2 separate regions of the Mus musculus genome follow, and region 1 is linked to region 2. The links are chromatin contacts, called in public HiChIP or PLAC-seq maps. All regions are on one chromosome and are shown on one strand. The core of a region is the stretch at or near the end of the contact, and the rest is flanking DNA. Distances in the headings are between cores, read along the strand shown.

Region 1 (5,703 bases), core at 2,067-4,566, 93 kb before region 2:
GAACCCAAAAGAGGTCTGTAACTTCTACCCCCCAAGTTCTGGGATTAAAGCCATAGTTCACACTTCTGGCAGGATGATTCTGACATTACAAGGAACCACTGCCTGTGGCGACCAGATAGATAATTGGTCAAAGCACTCAGGAAATTATACGTAGACAGTTTGGGGACTCTTGGATAACTCTAGTTGCCTTCAGTCCCTTTATGATCAGTGATGAGCAACCCGGCGTCAAGGCTTCCAGACCGAGGCATTAACTGCCTTTGCATCTGTTGTAGAGCACAGCACATTTGCAACCTAGCCTCTCTGTGACAACTAAGCTGGATTTGGAGACTTTTCCTTCTAACCCACCTCCAGCTCATGTTGGGTAAGGGCAAGGTAAACACCTTTTTATATTCTATCTTTTCATTATGATAAACCAATAACACAGGCACATGCACACACATGTGCACATATGCGCATGCATGCACACATACAAATTCATCTTTTGTATAATTTATGCTTCTCAGTGACTGGGCAGCTTTCTGTAGCCCTTAGGGTCTCGGAGATCCCAGGCTTGTATAATAACGATGATCTTCAGGCTTGTACTATTGGACCAAGAGAAGGAAATGTGACTCTGACCCAGATGTTCATTTTGGTGTTTACATTTCATTCCCTTGGGACTTGGATCTTAGCTTTGTCCAGCTTGTAAGAGCCTGCTTATTCTTCTATGGGTCTCTCTTCTCCTTTGTAAACCCCCAGAAACTTGTCTATTTGAATCAGAGAGTTGGCTAGTTTCTTCTGATGCCTCCGAATTATGGTGACCCTCCTTCCTCAGCCTTTGTCTAGGTGCCTTGCTGTTGTCGGCTCATTTGTTGTTCTTGTTTGCAGTTTTGCTCTGGGATGAGGCTAGATTAAATTGTATATAAAATCATATTACATTCCCTGGGTAATACATAGTGGAATGACAGCCTTGAAAGCTTAAACAATCAAAGCTGAGGAAGGGAAATGAGAGCAAGCCATCGGTTAGTTGATAGTATTGTTCTTACTATGGTGGTGCAATCCCTTTCTGTTCCTTCAGCCCTTCCCCTAACTCTTCCATTGAGGTCCCTGGGCTCAGCCCAATGGTGCTGTGAGTATCTGCATCTGTATTAGTTAGGTGCTGGCAGAGCCTCTAAGGGTACAGCCATACTAGGCTCCTGCCACGAAGCTCTTCTTGACATCAACAATAGTGTCTGAGTTTGGTGTCTGCAGATGGGATGAATCCCTAGGTAGAGTGGTCTCTGGGTGGCCTTTCCTTCAGTCTCTGCTCCATTTTTTGTCCCTTCATTCCCTTTAGACAGAAACAATTCTGGGTTAAAAATTTTGAGCTAGGTGGCTGGACTGAACCACCTAGAGATCCCAGGGAGAAAAACACCAGCCAAATTGCACGCATGGAGGGACCCATGGCTCCAGCTGCATATGTAGCAGAGGAGGGCCTTGTCTGGCATTAATGGGAAGGGAAACCCTTGGTCCTGTGGAGGTCTCTGCTTGTCTTGATCATTCTCCTGGCAGGGGGATGCTAGAAATGGTGAGGCAAGAGTAGGTGAGTGGGTGGAGGAGCACCTCATAGAGGCAAAACGGAGAGGAGATGGGATGGGGAGTTGTGGAGGGGAAACTAAGAAGGGGGATATCATTTGAAATGTAAAGGAATAAAATGATTAATAAATAAGAAAGAAAGAAAGAAAGAAAGAAAGAAAGGAAGGAAGGAAGGAAGTAAGGAAGGAAGGAAGGAAGGAAGCCGTCAGTGCCGTGCTTAACCCACCATTTCAGATCTCCCTTTTGTATCAATGGAGTGATTATTAATTTGTTCTTACTTATTGATACCTAACTTGGCAGAGAGCATGGTCCCCAAGGACCCTGATTATGAAGTGGGGTTATTCCTTTTGGGTCAAAGTGAGCGCCCTTATTGCTCTGCTCAGGGCTGCTGTTTCTGGTACAGGCTGAGGGGGTGCAGGGCTGGATTGGGGAATCCCTGTTTGTGTATTGTTGACAGCAGGGGCTGTGGCTGTCTCTCTTGCATCGTTTTGTGCTGTGTCTGCTCTGTAACAAGGTGGTTACTTCATAAACAAGGCCCTCGGAATGAGAGCAATCACTGTCTTGGATCTCCCTGCTGTCTTGATCATTCTTCTGGAATTTTGCTTATTAAGTTGTTGACTTGAATAACTGGATACTGTATTCTGGCTTGCTATAAATGTTCCTGTATTAGATTAAATGTGACCAGTCTCAGTTTCTGCTCTTTCTCTGTAACCAGAAAAGAGCCTCATTATTCACCACGTTCTTTACTCTCCAGTACTGCAGCTCAGATCAGAACAGGGGTCTTTTTTCTCTCATTCCAAGACTGCAGAGAGCAGCGCCAAGGAGAAACTGTTTACGGATGACTGAGTGATTGGGTCAAGCATAAGGAAGTTGATGGTATTTGAGTTTTTAACTTTATGTCAAAAACAAAAAGCAATAAGAAAAACAAACTCCCTCAGGTTAAACTTAATGGGTTGTCTGTTCTTTTTAAAGAAAGTGTTTGAAATGCCTACAAATCAGTATAGTTCTCCACAGACATTTTCATTTCTCTGTGGTCTCCAGGATAAAGAGTAACTTCTGTCTATAATGAATGTGTGTGAGAGAGTGTACGGTGTGTGTGTGTTTGCATGTCAATATCTGTGTGTGGGTGTGTGATATGTATATGTTTGTGTGTATATGTGTGTGGTATGTGTGTGAGTGTATGATATGCATGTGCGCATATGTGTGTATGGTGTATGTGTGTGTATGGTATGCCTTGTGTGTGTATGTGTTTGTGAGTGTGTATGTATGTGTGTGTGTGGTGTGTTTGTATGTGAGAGGGTATGTGTCTATCTGGTTTGTGTATATTTTGTGTATGTGTGTGTGGTATGTGTGTATGTAGGTATATGTGTGTCTGAGTGTGTATATGTGTGTCTGAATGTGCCTGTGTATATATGTGTTTCTGTGTGTGGTGTGTATGTGTATGTGTGTGCCTGCTTGCAAGTGTGTTTCCTGCCTGCATGGCTTGCCTTACAAAACATTTTGCTTTTCTAGTTCCCATTATTATGTGAGTATGCGAAGGATAATTTATTTCATATTATTTAAAACCTTCTGAATATTATTAGCATGAGAGGAAACCATGAAAATTATGGGTTCCTGCCTCAGTATTTTAACAAATATTTACTGAGAGCCAACAAAAACAATATTTACCGCATGACTGGAAAACAAAAGTCCACAGTCCTTCCCTCCCTGGAATTTATTGTTTATGGTCTGTATTGTTTATATCAGTGAGCTCTGCAAGTGTCAACTACAGCTTGTGTGGGGCTGAGAAGGCGAGTGAGCAATAGAATAAGAATTAGGGGAGTGGATCAGGTTGGGGAGTGGGGTGTGGGGGTTGGAGATGCTCCTCCTGTATAACCAAGCAGCCAAGGTTAAGTGTGGCTGTTACCTGGTGAAAGGGACCATTGCAGGGGACATGAAGCAGTGTGGTTCAGCCCAGTTGCATGAGTGTTTATAGAATGCCTACCATACACCAGGCACTGTGCCTGGGACTCTGGAAATAAAGATGAAACAACGCATAGTTTGCCTCTGGGAAATAACTCATTCTAAGGGGCTCATTGTTGTATAATTGATGAATTTGGAGAACCCTCTATGTACTTATTTGGCTCTTCATGAACTTATTTCTCTTCTGAGTAATTTGACTCCTGTCCAAGAATTACCTCAGTAGGCAAATCTTCATCAAAAGGCCCAGCAGCTTTTTTTCTCTGTATGTTCAAGGCCTGACAAACACAGCCATAGTTTTCAGCTTCAAGTTCAACAGTGCTACCCTAGGCTTTCCCACCCATTGAATGTGTTCCCAACAGCATGCCACATGCCTTTTCAGTCTGCCAACAGTCTGGAAGAAGGAAAGCTTGATTGTCATCAAATAGCAGCTGCAGTATTACTTTTTAAAAAAGACCCATCAACTAAAATTTGAAGCTACTCATAAAAGCAAATTGTAAGACATGTATTTGTGCTTGATTAACGTTTTCATAGGAAGCATGCCTCAGGCCCTGAGTATAATGTAGAAGTAGTGTTCATATGGAGTATTAATGTATAAAGCCTAGAGTGAGAGCTGTGGCAAAAAGGTGGTGGCTGGAGCAGCAGGGGAAGAACACACCAGCATAACTGAAGGCGGTCCTCATTCACCCTGCCCATCCAAAGCACGATCCAGAATTACCCTCTATGAAGGCCAAGGCTCTTCCGTAACATCCTGGAGGTTCTCTATTACCCTAGAAATACAGTCACAATCATAGTGGAACATAGGTTGTGATCCATAGGTTGTGAGCCAGTTCTGAGTGACACACACTCCTACTCTTTTAGCTTATTGTACCAACCAACAGGTTTCTTGGCTTCCAGGAATACCATTAGTCAGTTTGGCTGGCTCCTTGGCTAACAAGCATCCACAAAGAGATGGGTCAGGAGGTCAGCGACACGAAGGTTACGTCTCAGTCCTGTCTCATGTCATTATCCTGTTCCTTTCTGCTCTTCATCTCAACAAGTCACATAGTTTTTTTGTGTCACTACATAGCTGGCCTTCCATGTTCATAGGTACTGCAGCCAGACTCAACCAGTAAGGGCTAGAAAACACTAAAGGGAAAATACATCTGCATTTAGGGCACCATTACTTTTCTCTAGTGAGTGTCCTTTTTTTTTTCTCTCTAGTGAGTTTCTCTAGTGAGTGGACTTTGGTTTTGATTTCTTCTCTGATTAAAAAAATAATCCTTAACTGCTTGACCACAACCATAAACAAACAAGCAAGCAAGCAAACAAACAGTGTCTTTACTGAACATGTTCAGACTTGAAAAAAAACATATCATTATTCCCTGCACAGTAGTCCAACTATCTGCCATAGCCTTCGCTTTGTATTAGGTATTGTAAGTAATGCAGATGTGGTTTAAAGTATGTCTGTGGTGACATCTTATATAAGAGATGTGACCATTCAAGGACTCTGGTGTCACTGGGAGAACTAGAACCAGTCACCAACTGGGCTGAGCGTGGTTCCATCTATTCATCTACAAAGGCTTGCTTGAACACAGATCTCAAGTATTTGCTTCCTCTGCCTAATTTTGGAATATCAATGTGTGCAATCATCTTTGGTATTTATGGATAAGAGGGCAAGTGATATGTCTAGGTTATAGGTGAGGACATTCTTATATTTTTCATTAATGACTCGTAGGATTTTGTAATCTGCTATCCATTCATAATGCAGACAAATAGAAAATGAGCACAGGTTCCTGTGTCTGTTTCTGAACTAAATATGTAGAAATCGATTCTGTAGAGATCTCACGAAAACATTAGCAGTGTCCTAGAATATTGGTGGTTTGAACTTATCAGTTAAGAAGGTTTTTACCATACTCCATGTGTGTGCCTGTAACAGTTACTTTTCTATTGTTGTAATAAAACACCATGGCCAAAGAAACGTCTAGAAGAAATGGTTTGTTTGGTACTGCAGTTCTAGAGTATTAGAGTCCATGATGATGGAGCAGAGACTGCAGGCTCGGCCACAGGAGCAGCAAGCTGAGAGCTCACATCCTGACTTACATGCAGAAAGCAGAGGAAACAAGTAGGAATAAGGTGTGGCTTTTGAAACCTCAAAGCCTACCTCTAGTGGTGTACTTCCTCCAGCAAAGCCATACATCCTAAAGGTACCCA
Region 2 (5,191 bases), core at 2,154-4,653:
AGCAACTTAAAACTGTATTTATCATAGGACATCCAGAATTCTTGAGATTCCACCTTCCTCTCCCAGTGTGTGTGGGGACCTTACCTTCCATTCTGGCCAGGACATGGGTGTTTCTTTTGAAACCATCCCTTGTAGCTTTTCCTTCATGTGAAGGTCAGTCTTTAGCTTGTGACCTTCCCAGTTCTCACAGCTAGGGGCAACTTAAGCCACATGAAATACATAAACAACGGGTGTTCGGAAGACAATCTTCATCACAGAGACTGTTGCCCACAATGCTCTCTGAGAACTGAGAGCTGAGGAGAGCCAAGAAAGAGCTCAGGGTGACTTGTGAGTCTGAAGCAGCAATTTGCCAGGTGCAGAGAGAGGATGTAAAATTGCTGACATCGATTTTTTTTAAAGGCTTAAATTACAGAAGAAAAGGAAATACTACCCAGGAGGGTGGTTTTTAACTGAAGCTAAGATCAAAGCTCATCATTTTCAACTATGAAGTAAGTTGAGCTGCCGGAATTAGTCTAATTATAAGACAATTTTCTAATTTTTGACCACTTTTTACTGGTGCACGCCCCTGTATGCGGTTATGTGATTTGAAAAGCCTGTATCTGCGGCCGAGATCATAATTTCACAACTTCTTCTTAACTTGGTGACATGGGTATTAGCACTGAGACCAATCTGCTTAGCTGTAATACTGTTCAGGACTGACTGGAAAGTCAGTGTAGTCTTGAGACCCCGTGTGCCCTCAAACTGCACCTTCAGATGGGACACATCACAGCAGCCATCTGCCAGGAAAGTACCATCTGGAGGAAATTTAGTTCTCTGATTTAGAATTTTAGAAGAGTCATTATTTAGGTTTGAAATGATCCCTGCCTACCTTTCACAAGAAAACCTATGTCAAAAATATTTCTTTTTTTTTTTTTTTTCAAAAGCATGGCAAAAGGTAGATTAAATCTCAAGAGTGTTTCCGGGCCACTTCAAACTCCAACTTCAGGTTCTGTTTCGAACTCTCTGCAATTTGAGCTGTCTTGTTCTCTTTCAAAAGAAAATGGGTTAAGATCATTTAATTTTAAATTCTCTTGTATTTAGACTTGCTAGGCAGTTAGGTTAGCACCATGGATGCCATGATATTCACATTATTATCAGAATCTGTCTATGGAAGAGGTGTAGGGCAATGGGCCAGCATTTGCCCAGTGTGTACAAGCCCCTCTGGCAGCACAAAACATATTTCTATTTTATATATGTTTTTGGTGGTAGATGATATATCCTGGATGAGTAATTGACTTACCAGGAGAAAGGTGGCCGAGGCTGGATCTATAAGCATCCGGGAAAATGCTAAGGAGTTGAAATAAATCAGCCTTGAATTCTTTGAAAAATACATTGAGATTAAAGATGCTTAGCTATATTAGCACATATTCTTACAGGAGCAAGGTCAACTAAAAAGGCATTTAACTGCTGCTTTGGACAGCTACTGAACTCTATTAGAGTTAAGCATAAGTATAGACATTCTCATAAAAAAGAAAAAGTTGCTTAGAAGATTCAGTTTACAATAAACATATTTAGACACTCTATGAGCCTTAAATAAATGTATGCAAGTAGCTTTGGTTTGATTGTCACAGTCAAGGGTTAAGCTGGTAGGAACACTTGGAATGTTTTATGATTCCATAGCTATACTCTGTTCCGATCATTTCTTATCATGAGTTTAGAAAACTCGTTGTTGTTATTACTCTATTACTCTATATAAAACTCTTATTCTAATTACAGATGTGGGCCAGACTACAAAAAATGTTCCTCACAGTATACTCCTGAAACAGACAGCACCTAGCCACATTTTTTCTATGTCTAGACATTTTTTGTAGATTGCTCTCTCTCTCTCAGTGTGTGTGTGTGTGTGTGTGTGTGTGTGTGTGTGTGTGTGTGTGTGTGTATACACTTGCCAATGCATCTGGGTATGGAAGACAGAAATCGATGGCAGATGTCTCCTGAACCAATCATTTCACTTCATCTTTTTGAGACACATGGGGCTTCATGTTTTGTCTATGCTGTCTGCCCAGGGAACCCCACATCTGCTCCTCTCACTTCAGCCCAGCAGCTGGTGCTATCACACCTGGAGTTTTAGATGGATGATGATGGGATCTGAACTCGGGTCCTCATATGTGCATCATGACACTCTCCGTGCCCGTAGATGGACGTCTCTGAACATAGTTCTTTGCCATTCAAAGGATTTAGAATAACTACATATATTAATTCAGAAATCACACAGAATCCAGCTTTCCGATTCTAGCACTAGGAATTCAGTTGAATAAACAAAGTGCAGCCACTCAGAAGTGGGAGGTCACAGTCACAAGCCACTGGATTTCAAGCTATCTCCACTTTGAAGCTGCTGGAATCCTGGAGAGCCATGTTTTGATACCACAATTAAGAAGCTTAATGTCTGACCCAGTATCTTCTGATCTAGTTACAGGAAAGATAAATATTTCTGGGTTCTGAAATCCAAATCTCAAAATCCCCTCTGTATGTACTGACATCTTATGGGAAGCTGCACATTTTCCAGCTGTGTCATCTTCATGTTTTATGTCCAAAGTTGTCTTGTTGCAACTGAAAGTAATGACTGTCTACATAGTCATGCAGACCTTTCTTCACTCCCTTGCTCCCTTGTGTGGCAGAAGAGGAACACGTTCACAAAAACCAAGAGTCTTTTGAATCTTTGGACTCAGTGCTGTGTCTCTAGCAGAATTTTGGTTTGTGCTGTTAAGGTCCTGGATATTCTTTACATGATAGATATTTATTTGAATAATAACCTTCACGTGAAAATAGAGTTTACATGAATGTTATATGGTGCTAGAGAATGTAGCAAGAAGGCAGTACCCCCAGAGCTCCCTGGGACTAAACCACCAATCAAAGAAAACACATGGTGGAACTCATGGCTCCAGCTGCATGTGTAGCAGAGACTGGCCTAGTCGGTCATCAATGGGAGAAGAGTCCCTTGGTCCTTTGAAGGCTCTATGCCCCAGTGTACGGAAATGCCAGGGCCAGGAAGTGGGAGTGGGTGGGTTGGTTAGCAGGGGGTAGAGGGGAGGGGATAGGGGATTTTTGGAGGGGAAACTAGGAAAGGGGATAACATTTGAAATGTAAATAAAGAGAATATTTAATAAAAAATTTAAAAAAATGGTGAGTATTCCTTTAAAGACCAACTGAGGAAGAAAGGCATTGTTCAGCACATTTTTTTTACTCTTCCCTTCCCGCCTACGTGCCCCCGCCCCCTCCCTCTTGCCCGCCAACCTCATGTGGAACGTCATTACTAAGGGTGAGAAACTCACAGGCTAAAAATGTAAGGTCTTCGCCGTATCTGGAAGATGATGTTGTCATGTAAAGTAAAATAGCTCTTTACCAGGCAGAGCAGCCTTCCTGAGAATTCATTCCTGGGACTGTTTGCATTCTTTCCCAGTGAACGCCAGGGCAGACATCAGACTCTATTTATAACAGCAGAGGAGATATTCAACCTTTCAGAGCGGTACTCAGAATCGAGGCTGCTCGAGAGCGAGTGGGTAGAATCTCTATGTGCCTTTTCCCAACAAGTGTGCATTCCCTTTCGGGGTAGAGGTGACCCCGTGGCAAGCCTGGGAGAACCTATCTCAGGAACAACATGTGGCCTAGAGATGGAAGGAGCGGGATGGAAACCATACATGGTGAAGTGAAAAAGATGGTCTTCCTTGCGTTGCCGCTGAACTCGGCAGGTTTACTTCAGTGCCCCAAGAGTAAACAGAGCTGGAATCACACTGTCATGCTGTGGGTTCATGGAAAAGTGCCTGAGGGGCTCTAAATGCTCTTGTGTGCTACCTCTCAGCCCTTGAGCACTCCGACTTCAGAAATCCTTACTGGGGCATAGTAGTGTCTGAGCCTTGTGTGAGTGCAGATAGACTGTTCTGCTTGTTCAAGAGGTAAGGTAGAGGAGAGTTCACACTGAACATCATGATGTTTCAGATGGCTGGGATCAGAACACAGAGGTGAGTAATTGCAGAGCTCAGAAGGCTGAAGCACTGGATCAGCTAGAGTTGGAAGCCAGCCTTGGCCTCAGAGCAACACTCAGCCTCAGCAAACAGCCATAGAGAGCAAAGTCCACAACTTAAAGTCTTCTTTAGGAGGAGAAATGAGTCAGGCACATAATCAAGTTACCTTGTCTAACATAGACAGAATGCAACTACCTTGCTTACTACCATGGACACTTATACTAGCAACACAACCGTTTCTTCTGCCTTCCTGTCTCCCGGCCCAAGGGTAACTTTCATTGAGAAATGTCAATTAAAAGCAAAGATGACAAGGGAAATGTTGGTATGGTATTGGTGCCATGGTACCAATGTCCTGGTCATTCCATCTGCTGGATCTGGGTTTCCTGCAGCAGCTAGGGAGAGCTAGGTGGTTTAGTGGCTCCTTAGTACAATAAAGAAAAGGTTCTCTCAGTTTAAAAGGATGATGGTGCTGCTGTATACAATAGGCAAACATACTGGCTTAGGCACAATGGTAGACTACAGGAATCTTTAATAGTGAAAGGTTTTCCTTGAATTTTGTAAACATTTGATACTATGAGACCTGGCCTGATTAGAGTAGCCTGTTCTTACAAATCTGGAACTTGGCTTATTATCAGAAATAGGATATATAGAATATACTTTTTTCTTTCTATAAAAGTCTTCATTCCCATTGACATGTTGAGCTCTCCTTTAGAAGAAACCATGTCCCAGCAGCTCTCTGTGTGACTACACACTGCTGTACAAGATAGTTCTCATCACTGGCTCTATCTACACCAGACACAAGAGAAAGGGACCCTTTTTTCATTTAACCCCAGGGAAGACACCAGACCGCCATTAGAAAGCAGTTAGTGCCTGGATTCATATCAGCTCGTTATAAAGTTGGGACCTCAGGTTCTTTTCTTTACTCTCATTTGTCAGGTCTTTGGCATAGCAAGAGAAGCGAAGGAAAGGGAAGGGAAAGGACGGGAAGGGGAAGGGAAAGGACGGGAAGGGGAAGGGAAATCTCCATCAAACTTGGGGTTCTTCTTTATGCTTAAATATATCAAACAAAATAATGTACATGGACGTGGTTCAATGTACTTCCAATTGTCATAGAATTAGATATTACTTTAAATACTTAAATGAGTTTCAAATGTAGACTGTGTAGTGAATGCCAAGCAGGCTGGGGCTAT

What was found. HiChIP or PLAC-seq counts read pairs in DNA pulled down with a chosen protein or histone mark.
Region 1: an H3K27ac HiChIP or PLAC-seq map of embryonic fibroblasts shows a contact between it and region 2, with 25 read pairs. The contact joins two enhancer-like sites. A contact is called at or near these places in 1 of 39 promoter capture datasets (3T3-L1-derived adipocytes), 11 of 484 Hi-C or Micro-C datasets (the C2C12 cell line, cortical neurons, embryonic fibroblasts and 4 more) and 3 of 115 datasets of contacts at active chromatin or transcription factors (embryonic fibroblasts, embryonic stem cells and extraembryonic endoderm stem cells).

Annotation. Positions count from the first base shown.
Region 1 is chr10:24,570,299-24,576,001 of GRCm38.p6, reverse strand. All of the region lies in intron 3 of Gm15270 (predicted gene 15270), which reads left to right. Among named protein-coding and RNA genes, the nearest start is that of Gm36089, 20 kb to the right of the region's middle. Within about 2 kb of position 3,316, at least 22 of the 459 cell types and tissues checked have an H3K27ac peak or open chromatin away from gene starts, as enhancers often do. A contact at or near this core is called in embryonic fibroblasts, where this site is marked.
Region 2 is chr10:24,477,608-24,482,798 of GRCm38.p6, reverse strand. The region is part of intron 3 of Gm15270 (predicted gene 15270); the gene reads left to right. Among named protein-coding and RNA genes, the nearest start is that of Gm40615, 19 kb to the right of the region's middle. Within about 2 kb of position 3,403, at least 36 of the 459 cell types and tissues checked have an H3K27ac peak or open chromatin away from gene starts, as enhancers often do. A contact at or near this core is called in embryonic fibroblasts, where this site is marked.